4 separate regions of the Mus musculus genome follow, and regions 2, 3 and 4 are each linked to region 1. A link is a contact called in public promoter capture Hi-C data. All regions are on one chromosome and are shown on one strand. Each heading gives the region's core, a stretch centred on a gene start, on an enhancer-like site or on the middle of the called end of the contact. The rest is flanking DNA. Distances are from core to core; before and after follow the strand shown. Region 1 holds the start of Grwd1 (glutamate-rich WD repeat containing 1). Region 2 holds the start of Cd37 (CD37 antigen). Region 3 holds the start of Ap2a1 (adaptor-related protein complex 2, alpha 1 subunit). Region 4 holds the start of Prmt1 (protein arginine N-methyltransferase 1).

What was found. Promoter capture Hi-C pulls out the DNA fragments that hold promoters and counts their contacts. Capture Hi-C pulls out chosen DNA fragments and counts their contacts.
Region 2: a contact with region 1 is called in a promoter capture Hi-C map of liver. The contact joins the promoter of Cd37 here to the promoter of Grwd1 in region 1. A contact is called at or near these places in 3 of 39 promoter capture datasets (cranial neural crest and liver) and 1 of 115 datasets of contacts at active chromatin or transcription factors (bone marrow-derived macrophages).
Region 3: a contact with region 1 is called in a promoter capture Hi-C map of pre-B cells, with 4 times the contacts expected there. The contact joins the promoter of Ap2a1 here to the promoter of Grwd1 in region 1. A contact is called at or near these places in 2 of 39 promoter capture datasets (liver and pre-B cells), 1 of 484 Hi-C or Micro-C datasets (CD4 T cells) and 1 of 9 other capture datasets (adipose tissue).
Region 4: a promoter capture Hi-C map of liver shows a contact between it and region 1, with 2.7 times the contacts expected there. The contact joins the promoter of Prmt1 here to the promoter of Grwd1 in region 1. A contact is called at or near these places in 4 of 39 promoter capture datasets (cranial neural crest, embryonic stem cells, liver and 1 more) and 1 of 9 other capture datasets (liver).

What each region holds. Positions count from the first base shown.
Region 1 is chr7:45,829,138-45,832,564 of GRCm38.p6, reverse strand. It overlaps Grwd1 (glutamate-rich WD repeat containing 1), which reads left to right and starts at 1,776. Exons shown (of 7, transcript NM_153419.2): 1 at 1,776-1,970; 2 at 2,156-2,273; 3 at 2,421-2,583. The coding sequence starts at 1,784. It overlaps Grin2d (glutamate receptor, ionotropic, NMDA2D (epsilon 4)), which reads left to right. Exons shown (of 12, transcript NM_008172.2): 12 at 1-82.
Region 2 is chr7:45,237,576-45,241,089 of GRCm38.p6, reverse strand. Cd37 (CD37 antigen) reads left to right here and starts at 2,251. Exons shown (of 8, transcript NM_007645.4): 1 at 2,251-2,430; 2 at 2,518-2,590. The coding sequence starts at 2,362. Slc6a16 (solute carrier family 6, member 16) reads right to left here and starts at 337. Exons shown (of 13, transcript NM_001324535.1): 1 at 1-337.
Region 3 is chr7:44,927,482-44,930,959 of GRCm38.p6, reverse strand. Ap2a1 (adaptor-related protein complex 2, alpha 1 subunit) reads left to right here and starts at 1,470. Exons shown (of 24, transcript NM_007458.2): 1 at 1,470-1,680. The coding sequence starts at 1,614. It also overlaps a transcript of Tsks not described here.
Region 4 is chr7:44,985,043-44,988,088 of GRCm38.p6, reverse strand. Prmt1 (protein arginine N-methyltransferase 1) reads left to right here and starts at 1,669. Exons shown (of 10, transcript NM_001252476.1): 1 at 1,669-1,806. The coding sequence starts at 1,771. Gm15545 (predicted gene 15545) reads right to left here and starts at 1,189. Exons shown (of 2, transcript NR_045266.1): 1 at 719-1,189.

The sequences.
Region 1 (3,427 bases), core at 527-3,026:
AGCAAGGGGGCGGGGTTCTTGGAGCCCACCGACTCTTTTTTAAACCCGAAAAGGGCTTTTTAACGTCACCTGATTGGCGGGAGGTGTGGGGGGGTCACGCCGCGCCCCACCCCTACGCTCCGGGCCATGGCCCTCACATCACTGTGCAGCTCCCTAGCCCCAGACACACCTCTAGGGGAGCCTGTTTTTAACCTTTCATTCATCAGGACTCAAAACTGTGAGACGCGTATGCCAAACTGTGACTCCAGACCTTGGCCCCGCCACACAGAAACCCCTGACCCCAGACTGTGACTTCCAACACCTAAAATGATCATCTGACCCCAGACTGTGCCCCGACCAGACTGTGACCCTTCATGTCAGACCTCAATGACCCCTCCCTTTTAGATCCTTGTTGGCTCTGACCTATGACCTCTCCTCCACGAAAGTCCTACCTTTACCTGTCTCCCCCCACTCACCTACCACCCCAGATGCCACCAATCACATCTTCAAGTCCAGCCCTTATTTGTGACCCTTCAGTGATAATCCAGCAGACACTCCACCCCCAGGTCTCCTTTCCCAGATTTCAGCAGGGTCTGAGGCTGGGCTGAGAGGAGGGTCTGGGAGCCCACACCTGACCTTTCCTCCCCTCTCCCGCTCCTACACTGCAGTGTTTGGAATAAAACCATGTTTTTACGCCTCCTCAGTCCAAGCCTGAGTTCTGTGTCTGTCCCTTCAACTTCTCTGGAGAAAAATGGAAACTGAGAACTGAGTCCTTAGGGAGGACAGTCAGACAACAGAAACTGGGCTGGTGGTGTAGCGGAGGCAGGGTGTTGTAATATTCATAACACCCTGAGTTCAGTCCCCAGTCCTAGAAAACAGGAGATTGGGGAAAGCACAGTCAACCCCAGGAAGCGGCAAGAGTCCAGGGGAGAGGGGTGGAGAGGTGACAGGGCAGAGACAACACCCCCAAGAGTAGAGATACAAAAAGGGATGCACAAATTAGGACCAAATCTAGAGACCTACTCCTTGCTACTGGCAAGAATGATTTGATGGGTTATTTTATGCAAATGGAGAGTGGCCAACCCACGCCTTGAATCTCCTTAATCTCACCAGTGAGGATCTGTTTCCAATATTTCATTACTCCAATTAACCAAAACTCGGGTGTACATGGGTAGATAAAGAGAGCTGACTCAGTTGTAGCAGCAGCCTCAAGAGAGACTTTCTGATTAAGTGCCTGCTGACCAGAGCTGCCCTGGGAATGCCTGGTTGGGAAATGGTCTGCCCCTGGAGGATAGATCCAATCCACTAACTTATACATAATGTCCAGCCTGTCTACCCTAAAGCATTTTGAAATAATTTAAAACCATCATAACAAGGAGAGGAGAAGAAATCGGCCTTAAAGGTCCTCGGGGAACAGAAGCCCAGTCTCCTTGCCAGTAAGTGCTCGTTTACATACATGAATAATTAACTAAATGGAAAGACAACCCTGGGAATGAAAGGTGGAAGATGGAGAGGGCTCTGAAGCCGAGGACTTCTGTAGAACTACAACTCCCAGAAGGTCTTGCCATTGCTGCGCGGAAGAATTCCCCAAGGTCACACGAAAGACAAAATTGCTCCTAATATAAGTCTTCTCACTGAGCCAGGACGCGGTTACTTTGTGGCGGCCATCTCTCTGCGCATTACCTTCTTCTGGCTGGTTCACAGGTTTCCAAGGTAACAGTACAGTGGGACGGGTCTTAGACTGTGGGAGGTGAAACCCGGAAGTGACGCTCTCACTTCGCGTCCGGGGCAAGAAGGTTCGAAGATGGCGGCGCGCAAGGGCCGGAGTCGCACGTGTGAAACCGGAGAACCCATGGAGGCTGAAACCTGCGACCCAGGAACCGAAGGCCCATCCCAGGTCTACCTGCCCGGCAGAGGGCCGCCACTGAGCGAGGGAGAGGAGCTGGTAATGGATGAAGAGGCCTACGTGCTGTACCATCGTGCGCAAACTGGTAGGCAGAGGGACCTGACTCTCGGGTCCAGGGAAATGAAAGGCCTGTCTTGGGGTCTGGGGGACGAAGGGTCTGGAGTCTGAGGATTGTGACCCTGCAGACTGCCGGCCTTTGGAGGAGGTGGAGGCCGAGTTCCCAGTCTCTCGTTCCTACTCAGCAACTCTAATCTCCCCGCCCATCCCTAGGCGCCCCTTGTCTCAGCTTTGACATAGTTCGAGATCACTTGGGCGACAACCGGACAGAGCTCCCTCTCAGTCTTTACCTGTGTGCGGGAACCCAGGCGGAGAGCGCCCAGAGCAATAGGTGAGACCCAGGACCTTTGCAAGACATCCACAAGGCCCCACGCATTAGGGCTCTCTGCTAATGCCAGACCTAAAAGTCTGGGACCCCAGCCTCCCTCCTCCTTCAACATCCCGGCACTCAGTTTCTAACCCGTATTTGCTTCCCCAGACTGATGATGCTTCGGATGCACAATCTCCATGGCACCAGGCCGTCACCCTCAGAGGGCAGTGATGACGATGAGGAAGATGAAGATGAAGAGGATGAGGAGGAGCAGAAACCTCAGCTGGAACTGGCCATGGTTCCTCACTACGGTGGCATCAACCGAGTTCGGGTACAGTCTTTCCAGGGGCTTGTTAAGGATTCTCTGCAGCACACCCCTCCCCCTAGATCCAAATGTCTCTCAGTACCTCCTCCAGCCCCTCAGCTTCTCTCCCTCCCCCCTCATTTTCAGACATTTTCACTCTATGAGCTGATAAACAGATAATAAAGGCTGAAACAGCTCCTGATTGTGGTGAAACGCAAGGGTGTTACTGAGCTGTTGCTTAGGAACTGAGGCAGGATAGAATGAGTTCAAAGGCAGCTTAGTGGTAGAGCGCTCACCTCAAGTTCAATAAATAGAGCACTTTATGATCAGGTAGATGAGCAAAAAAGGGAGACGGTATACAAGGAGCATGTAGAGCAAAAGCCAACCCGTAGCTGGACCTGTCTCTGTTGGACCTGTATCTGTTACATTATTCCCAGAAGGTTTAGCCTGTAGACAGAAAGCTCTGGGCCCATGAACATAACATACTAGTGGGAAAGGGAACAAGAGAAAGCTTGTAGTTTGTTACAAGATGCTGAGTGTGGTAGTATAAGGGTGTTCCTAGGGTAGAGTTGTTTTTTGTAAATGGTGAATTTGAGGAGGACTGGGTAAGTCGGTGTTCTTGGACTAGAGACCTGCAGCAAGTGTCAGGGCTGGGGTGTTTGTGGAAACAGATTTGCAGAGAAGAAAAACGAAAGTGCCAAGACCCTGGGGTGCACCTGGCACACATGATTCAGAATCTCAGGGGAAACTGGAGAGGCGACTGTGTGTGGAGCAGAATAGACTAAGCGGGGACAGTGACAGATGTGCAGGGTGAGCGCCTGGAAGACTGGTTGCTTTGCCCTTGTGGGCTAATGTAAGTCTTGGTTTCTGC
Region 2 (3,514 bases), core at 1,002-3,501, 590 kb after region 1:
TTTCCGGGTTCTGACGGAGAGGGGGCACGGTGACCTTGACCTCGCGACTCCCCCCTCCCTCCCTCCTTCCTGGCGTCCTGTGGAGAGCCTGGGGCAGCACAATGGCCGCCCCGTCGGTCTCACCGCCCGGGCCTCGAGATCCCCGCTGAACTCTCCAGCGGCTGTCTGGGTGAAAAGGTCCGGGAGGCCTCGGCATGGAAGCTTAGCGACCTCCCCAGGCCCTCCGGCCCCCTGGAAGGCAGTTCCCACATCGTGAACCCACGAGGCCTTCCCTGCCCTTTCTGTGTCTCTGCGCTATTGCTCCCGTCTCGCCTCCTTCCTCTACCCACGCGAAGGAGTTTGCTGTGGCGCTTCCGGTGCGCGTGCACATACACGTGCTCGCAGCTTCTGACTGCGCGTGCGCCGCAGCGCCTTTGCCTCTGGGCGCAGCCTTCCACCCCTGTGTGACCCCAGTGCTTTGATTCCTTGATGCCACAGGCAGAAATGGTGCAAAGACTTAATCTTCACAATTATTCCGTGTTGATTTCAAACCACTGTTAATTACTAAACGCCTCCCTTTCAGGAGCAAAATAAACACACACACACACACACACACACACACACACACACACACACACACACACAAAGGCCAATTAGGGATTTTAAGGACAGCAGATAAGAATTAAAAACTGGCAAATGAGAGGCCCAGATGTGCCACCAAACGGTGTTCCATCCCAGACCCCACAGGAGGAAGGGAAGATAAGCTAAGTGTCTCAACCTATCTGTCCGATTATTGGGACAATGAAGCACAAAGAAAGGGGAATCTCCCCCTAGGAATCTCATGCTGGGAAAGGGAAAAGATGCCAACCAATGGTTAGCGTGTCCCTGAATAGGATTTCACACGGCTCTAAGAGCTTGGGCGACCACAGGTTGAGGTTGAAGCCCAGACGATGGTGGGTCAGTGGTGGGTAGGACCGCATGGTGGACTGCATAGACATGCATAACATTAGCCTTCTATTTACACCTCAGTCTCAGTGAGGGACCCCAAAAATGAATTGAAGGGGATCACCAGATCGCTTTGTGCCCTTCTAAATGTGACCACACTGTGTGTAAACCTTTTTCTGTTTCCTCTAGAAATTTGGTTCTTTTACTTGGCTTATTGGAGATGGCAGAACCTGCCTTGGAGCACAGCCTGTGGCAGGAGAGGCCCAGTCCCGAAAATTTATCTATCTTCTGCCCTCTATAAGCACCATGTGGCGCAGACATACACACACACACACATCGTTAAAATTTTTTTAAAAAAAGATGAACAGCTTCCAATGTTGTCCTCTGGCCTCCAAAGGCGCGCGCGCGCACACACACACACACACACACACACACACACACACACACACTAACACATACAAATACACATACAGAAAGAAAATAGATGAGACATGTCTCAGAAGGCAGCTGCTGTCCCAGAGAACTAGGCTTTGGGTAGATAGGTGATAGGAACTTCCCACATTAGAAATCTGTGAGGAACTGGGGACTTGACAAGTGTCAGGGACTTCTTTCTGGGCACATCATAGGAAACTTTGAAGATGCTAGGTATGCTCAAGTGACCCCCACTCCAGTGCCTGGCTTTTCTGGGGCCTCCTCCCCTCAGGTTTCTCCGCAGAGGTAGGAAGTGCCATCTGAGGTTCACTTCCTCCACCGGATATTCAGGCACTGCCTCGCTGCCCTCCTCACTCCTGGGACTGTCACACCTCCTCTGCAGCCCTTTCACTTCCCCAGGGGTCCAACCCTGGCCCCCAAGCACATCGGAGCACCTGCTCTAGAAGAAAGAGAGCAAAGAGAGAGACCCAGGGAAAGAGACACACAGGACAGAGACCGCAAAGGCCCAGAGAGACAGAGACAGAGAGGCAGAGACAGCGCGGTGGCTCGAGGCTAATGGGTGCTAAGCAGAAGATCACAGGGTGCAGGGGGCGGAGCCAGTAGCCAGTGAGGTCAGAGTGTCTGTGAGGTTGAACTCTGCAGAAACAACCTTGAAGTCCCAGGACCCACGTGAGTGGAAGTCCATCAGAAGCCCCTGTGCGCCCTGCCTGAGCTATGGACACCTGCGAGGAACCCATTGTGTCCCTGGCACCCACATATTCCAAGGACCCTCAGGTACTGCTGTGCACTCGATGGAACCCTGAAGAAGATAGGGCCCCCGCTGACAGTCACTAAATGAACAGGGCGGGGTGGAGCTCCACCCCCCCGGAACTTCCTCTTTCTCTGCCGGTTTCCTTTGTGCCTCTCAGTCTCTGTCTTTCTTTGCCCACTATTCCCCTTCCCCCCTGCGGCCAACACCTCTTCTGTCTGGGTTTCTCGAGTGGGTCATTCCCCATCTAGGCGAAGATGTCCGCCCAAGAGAGTTGCCTCAGCCTCATCAAGTACTTCCTCTTCGTTTTCAACCTCTTCTTCTTTGTGAGTCTACTCATGGCTACCCAGCCGGGGTTCCAGGGCCACAGTGGCCCTTGATCCGCCCTAGCCTCATTTCTTCTCTTCCCCTAGGTACTAGGCGGCCTGATTTTCTGCTTCGGCACCTGGATCCTCATTGACAAGACCAGCTTCGTGTCCTTTGTGGGTGAGGGGGGCTGCGCAGTAGGGGAGGGTCTTTGGACTTGAACCCAGAATCCCACCCCAAGGCATCTCCTGATATCTCACTCGCCCTGGGGAGGCCCTCAATAGCTACTATCTTCCCAGGTAGGGCTCCAGCTCTGACTGGCACCCCACTGGCACTGCCAGTAAGCTGGATGTGTGCTGGTAAGTAGGAAGTGTAAAGCAGATGTAGCCGGTCATGCCTGTCATCCCAGCACGCAGGAGGTGGGAGATCAGGAGTTCCAGGCCATCCTAGACTACACAGTGGGTTGGAGCCCAGGCTGGATAATGAGGTCCTGCCTCCAAAACAACCACAGCACCATGAGGTCGCGGTTAGGAACAGTAATAACAGAAATAATAGCTATTTCTCAAATACTTCCTGTGTCTCATTTTGGACTGGAACTCAGAGACTCTCCCTTGTTGAGGTTCAGAGAAGGGAAGTCTTTTGCTGGGTGTCACACAGCCAGGAAGGGGAAGAGCAAAAATAAAGTAATAATAACAAGGAAACCATTTAAGGAGGGGACACCAAAACCATAGCAACTCAGACTCACCACATTGACCGCTGAATTGAACAGCGTTTTCATTCGAACCTCGCTCAGAACAATTCTAGGATATATGTGGTGGCCCACACCTGACATTCCAGCATGGGGAGGTGTAGGTGGGAAGATCACAAGGTTCCAGGTTACCCCTGGCTACTGAGTCCGAGGCCAGCCTGAGTTACCTGAGACTCTGTCTCAAGAAAAAAGAAAAAAGGAAAGGAAAGGAAAGGAAAGGAAAGGAAAGGAAAGGAAAGTCCAGGAAATCGATCCTTTATTTCTTTGCCCTCAAAAAGTTTAAGAAATGGATTCAGCTGGGCATGGTGGCACATGTCTTTAGTCCCAACACTTGGGAGGCAGAGGTGGGCAGATCT
Region 3 (3,478 bases), core at 221-2,720, 900 kb after region 1:
CACTGAAACAGGACTCAGTCCCTCACTGGGGGATTCAAGGCAGGAGGTTTATATCTGAGCCACACCCCAGCCCCTCACTGGGGAGTTCTAGGCAGAGGCTCTACCTCTGAGCCACACATACACCCATTCTCTCACTGGGGGATTAAACGTTACATCCTTAACCTTTTCTGTTTTTGAGACAGGGACTCTCCATGTAGTCCTGGCTATCCTGGAGCTGTTTACATAGATCAGGCTGGCCTCAAACTCACAGAACACTACCTTCTATTCACAAGGACTCAGTGCTGCCTCTTCCTAGGTCCCAGGACATAACTACCTTCTAGACCCATTCTGGGGGTGTCAAATTAGAAAAGCCTGTCAGGGGTGCCGTTTTGTTCATGGGGATAATAGACATGGACTCTCCCAAGTCCCTTTGCCCCAAATTTCTCAATAACCCCGGGCATTGGTGTTCTGGGGGCTTTGACTTCCCTGCAACTAGTGAACCATAGAACCTAGGGAGTCGGAAGCAAAACAAACTGACCCAGTCCTCAGCTGTGGCTTTAACTGGCTTTTCCTTGAGTGGTTCTCCAGAACTGATGGAGGAAGCAATTTTGATCTTATGACCATTATAGGCAGATTGTCTTCGGTACTGGGGTTTAGGGAGGAAAAAAGAGTAACCTATATTGAAAAATGTTTAAAAACCAAAATAGTAATCCCAGTTTTCCATTTTTGAGCTGTAGTCTTGGGGAAGCCACTCAATCTCTTTGGACCTCAGTGTCTATGGTAACAATCCTTAACCGGCAGTCCCTCCTCTCATGGATAAGAGGTTTGCAGACAAGTCAAATTTCCAGGCGTTGTTTTTAGGGAAGGGAATGCTCCCGAGGCCGGGGCTCGGGAGTGGAGACCGACTGGGAAGAGGGAGGCGCCTGCGTAGTGGACACCTCACGGTCTACCGCCTCGCCCAGCCCCTCTCTGCAGCAGGGAATTGCAGGCATCGCTCCACCTATCGCAGTTCAGCTAACTGACAGGGCTTCTTTCTCCTTCCTTCTCTACGGATCGTCGCCCTTTTGCCCGCCCCCCACAACCGCCCCTTCGAGGGCGGAAGTATGACGCTTCCGGCGAATCGGCAGAGCCTTGCGAAGAGCAATCTCCTCACCCATTGGTCTTCTTTTCCCGAAGTTCCGCCTCCTTCGGCCTCTTACATCCCGCCCTACTGGCGCGGAGCTGGTAGTCCATCCAATTAGCGTTGGTCTCGGCCGTTCAGGGGGCGGTCCCAGAGTGTGTCATCGAACTCCCCCGTCTCTAGGGCAACGCCCCCTGCCTCCCTGCTCCGAACGGAAATAGCCCGGTACTGCACCAATCATCACCTGGTGTCTTTACTATTTAGCCAATCAGAGAGAGAGGAGGGCGGGCGTTCTATTGTGAGCGGCAGGGCTCTCAGCTAACAAGTGGCGTACGTTCCCGGATGACAATCCGTAGGGGCGGGTCTGAGGCGGGGCGTCGGCCTGCAGCCAGCCCGCCGCTAGCCCGCCCTCCCCCGGCCGGCTCCTCGGCGCCGTCTGGGGTCCTTTCCGCCCGGTGCCGCCAGCCAGCCCCGCGCCCGTTCGGCCAGGCTTGGAGCCGAGCCCTCCGCCATCATGCCGGCTGTATCCAAAGGCGATGGCATGCGTGGGCTCGCCGTGTTCATCTCCGACATCCGGAACTGTGAGCTCATGACCGGGGCCCGGGGGTCACGCGGCGACCGGGCGGAGGGAGCAGGGAAGCGCGGGGGTGTCCTCCCGGGAAGGACCAGGATGGCGCGGGCGGACGTGGCGGGAGGAGGTGGAGGGAATAGGGCAACGGGTTAGGTAGGTCATTCAGTGCCATCTCGAGCCTAGATGGAGGAAATCAGGGACGCAGAAGAGATGGGAGGCGGGCAACCACCTAGGGCCAGGGGCCAGAAGTTGGGGAACTGCCCAGGAACCAGAGATGATATAATTGGGGACAGCAGAAAGACCAGATATAATAAAGTGGGAAGACAGCAGAGGGACTCGAGATGATAAAGTGTGTGTGTGTGTGTGGGGGGGGGGGGGGATCAGGGTAACCAGAGATGATGAAGTGGGGAGATACCAGAGGAATCAGAAATAGAAATGGGGTGACAGCAGAAGGATAGAGAAGATAAGGTGGGGGACAGCAGAGGGATCAGTGATGGAAGTGGGGAAACTGCAGAGGAAGCAGAGATGATAGGGTAGGAACAACACCATAGGGCCCCCAGATGATAAGGTGAGGACATAGCAGAGAAACTAGAGATGATAAGGTTGGGGGGACAGCAGAAGGACCAGAGATGAAGAGGTAAGGGACAGAGGACCAGAGGATGATGTATGAAAAGACTCTACATGGAAGATTGTGTAAAAGACATGGAAGGCACCAGGTGTACTTGTGCAGGCCTTTAATCCTACTACCTCTGAGACACAGGTAGGCTGATGATCTCTGTGAGTCCATGACAGCCAGGGTTACACAGAGAGACCCTGTCTGAAACAGCTAACGTCCCCCTAATCCCCCACCCCCAAACAAGGACAGCATTGAAGAGGCTACATGTAAAAAATAAGGGACTATAGTATAAAGTCTTGGGGAACCTAAGATACCAGCAGGCTCTGGGAAGGTATCACAGAGTGAGTGTTTATGATGGAAGCAAGGTATCTTAATGCTCTGTGAGAAGAGCTCTATCAAGCTGGGGGAGGGGAAGTTTGTACCCTGAGGAAGGGAACAAGGCAGGCCTGGATCCAAGCCTTTTTTGGCTTATTACAGCAATATGAGGACCATAGTCCCTTCTAGGAAGGGTTGTAACAATGGCCTGGCCTGGCTGCTGGTCAGCTCTCAACTCCAGGGAGTAGATGCTCTGTGTGGAGCTGTCAGGACCCTTCAGAGGGTCCATGAGTAGATGTGGTCAGCCAGAGCTGGCTTTGTGTTACAGAACTCTGTCACTGGGTGACCTTGAACGAGGGACCTCACCTCTCAGTTTATTCCTGTCAGGAGAGGCTGCTGATGGCTTCTTAATGAGGGGTGGCTGGGCTGATGTGGGGTGAGGTCCTAGGCCAGGTCCTTGTAGCTGCTGTTGGCATTGGCTAACATCTAAAGAAGGACTCCTCCAAGCTGCTCGGGGGCGGGGGGGGGGGGATGTTGAGTTCAGTAGGTGTCAGCAAAAGGACAGTGGGAAGCTGTGTGCTCCCTTACCTGGGAGATGCTTCAGACCCGGTGAAAAGAGGCGGAGCTAGGAAGGGTTGTAGACTTTGGCATGGGTATCTGTTAAAAATGGGTGTGGTTTATCTGTTAACTACTGATGGGTGACCCTCTGCACCCCACTTAGTCCCTTTGGCTACCTCCATTTCTAATAGGATGTCACCCGCGGAGATAAGATGACTTGTTTATATGATGAATACTATTTGATTCCTCCTGTATAAAAGTCCCTATTTGAGACACTGGGCTTACAGCTCTGTAGAATTGCTAGCCTTGGAGCTGGGGC
Region 4 (3,046 bases), core at 420-2,919, 840 kb after region 1:
TCTACAGAGTGAGTTCTAGGACAGCCTAGGCTACACAAAGAAAAAGAAACTTTGTCTCAAAACAAAAAGGCTGGAGAGATGGCTTAGCCATTTAGAGCACTGACTGCGCTTCCAGAGGTCCTTAGTTCAAATCCCAGGAACGATATGGTGGCTCACAACCATCTATAATAAAGGGATCCAATGCTCACTTCTGCTGTGTCTGAAGACAGCTGTTGTACTCACATAAAATAAATCTTAGAGGAAAAAAAAATCATACTGAACTGGGCGTGGGAAGCATGCCTTTTGGGAAGGCAGAAGCAGGCGGATCTATGAGTAAGAGGACAGCCAAGGATACACAGAGAAACACTATCGAGGAAAAACGGGAAAAAAAGGGGGACCATATTGGCTGGGCAAGATTTTCATAGGCCTTAAATCTCAGCACTTGGGAGACAAAAACAGGTTGATCTCCACGGCGAGTTCCAGGCCCAAGGCACAGTGAGAATCAGTCAAACAAAAGATCTACCAGATTGTAAGTGTTGGTCTGCAGCAGAGGGTAAAGGTGCTTGCCGCTAAGCCTGACGACTTGTGTTCAATTCCCTACACTCACATCGTGGGAGAAAGGACTCCTGTTCATTGCTTTGTGACCTCCATACGTGCAAGGCACACACGAATGCATGCTCACACTATACAAAGTAAGTGTTAGGCGTTGGAAGGAAACAGGTCAGATGTGCTCGCGTACCTTATGCGGAAGCTCCCACTGGAGGGCTCATACGGGAGTTTAAAGGATCTTATGTTTGGACCATAGACTGGTGGGACTGAAGGCAAAGGGAAGGTTCACGAATCCAGCAACTGACATCCATCCTCAGGGAAGGAGTAACTTTCTGCAGATTCAGGGAAATTTCCTGGAAGAGGTGGCGTCCGAATTGCCGGTGATTGACGTGTAGGAGTTGGTCAGACAAAGGACGCTGGGTGTTTCCCGCAGAGGACCTGGAGGCCACGAGGAGGCCACAGGTGTTCAGAACTTGGCGCCTTCCAGCACAGGGGTGGGAAGCTCACAGCGAATCATGGCTGGTTTCGGAATCACAGACTAGAATGCGCCCTCATCCACGTCTCAGGAATTGGGGTTTTCCCTATAACTTAACGCGCCCACGCTCCCCAGTTCCTCCAGAAAACATCCAAGACCGGGGTAGGGGGTATGGGGGAGAGGAATCCACAGAATGGTGATGATTGACATTCCTAAGAGCCAGTTGCTGCTGCCCAAAGCTCTGCCTGCTTCCTTATGGGCCAATGGCCCCTCTTCTTCTAGGCCTGTCGCTTAAACAGGGTGGCGTTAGAGCCGCGAACGTCACCTTTGGCTCAGCCAATATCAACGAGGGAGGAGGGGATTAGCTTAATGATAGACAAGTCAGTTTCTAGACGTCCGCTTAGCGCGGAGCCCGCCGGGAAGCTCCAGGGCGGAGCTGGCCAGAAAGGGGCGGGAAGATCTGGTGAATTTTACCCAATCGTCACACGTGCTGGGTGAGACAGACAGGCAGTTGTTCTCTTCCTAGCGGACAGGAGGGGGCGGGCCTTTAAACGCTAGGGGGGCGGGCACTTTATGTTTGATAGGCGTGTCTGTCATCCAATTGAAATATGAAGCTCTCAGATGGACGGCTTTACAGACCAATGAGAACTTATGGCGGGGTATCGGGGGCTGGGCTGAGGACCCTCTGGTAAAAGGCGGTCCCCGGTCGAGCCGGGGGGAGAAAAGAGAGAGGGGGGGGTCTCGGAGGCCGGAGGACTCGGGTGAAGATGGCGGCAGCCGAGGCCGCGAACTGCATCATGGAGGTGAGTAGCTGGGCTCTTTAGGCCCGGGGGCGGCGCGAGACGGGTGGCCCACGGCCTGAACTGTGGGGACGGGGCCTTTTGATGTGCCTGGCTTCGCGTTGGTCCGCATCGGGGGATGTGTTCGATCGTGACGGGAGAGATCTCGGCTTTCGGTGCTTTGGGACCCGCAGCCGAGCCGAGGACTGTCGCACGTGGTCGCGGGCCGGGGGCGCTTCCAGCCGGGCCGCACGTGGTCTCGCAGAGTAGCGTGGGGAGGGGGGTGTGCCGCCTCGAGGGGCCCCGTGGGCTCCACGTGCAGGACAAAGGCCCCGCCCCCAGCCCGATGACCTGGGCTGCACTCAAGGGGTCCAGGGGTTGCCACCCGCTCTCCCTGGCTCGGCTGTGGATGTCCATGCAGCCCGGGCTCTTTGCACCCGCGTGGGGCCTGAGAACATCAGTCCCCAGCCTCCCTTTCCCCAACTCTGTGTTAGCCTTGTGCAGCGGGGGGGGGGGGGGGGGGGGATGGGCATAGCCCTGTGACCTCTCTTTAAGGAGATGGTGGGGAATCTCATCCGAGGAGATCCGGATCCGTCGCCGGGCACCCCCTCGTGGTCACTATGGGCGTGTGAGAGGGGCGTCTTTTTTCATGGGGCGTGGCCCAAGCCCACCCCTTCATGGGAGGGCCCTCGGGTGGATGGATAGTCAGAGGTCAGTGGTGGGGGATAAAGGAGTTCGGATGGCCATGGGCCTTAACCTCCACAGAGCTCCATTTTTACCAACTTGAATGTGGCAAGGGACCCCTTTTTGAACATTTCCGCCTTTTTGCCTAATTTCCCCCCAAAACAGAATGAAATTCTAGCATCTGCCTTGCTTACCTGCTTATCGTTGATTGTTCGATCCTAAGCTGTATTCCTCAGTCTACTTTTTACTTAGTTTAATTAAACAAATGTGCCTGAGCCTGGCGGTGGTGGCGCACGCCTTTGATCCCAGCACTTGGGAGGCAGAGGCAGGCAGATTTCTGAGTTGAAGGACAGCCTGGTCTACAGAGTGAGTTCCAGGACAGCCAGGGCTACACAGAGAAACCCTGCCTCAAAAAAAAAAATGTGCTTGGCCTTGAACTCACCCTGTAGCTGAGTATGGCCTTGAACTTGCCATTTTCTTTTGACTTCTGAGTAGCTCATCATCAGGCTTGTAAGGCAGGTCCTAGACATGGGTTTCAAGCTCTCTTCAGTCATTTGTCAACCTTCTGGTGTCCGTCTGT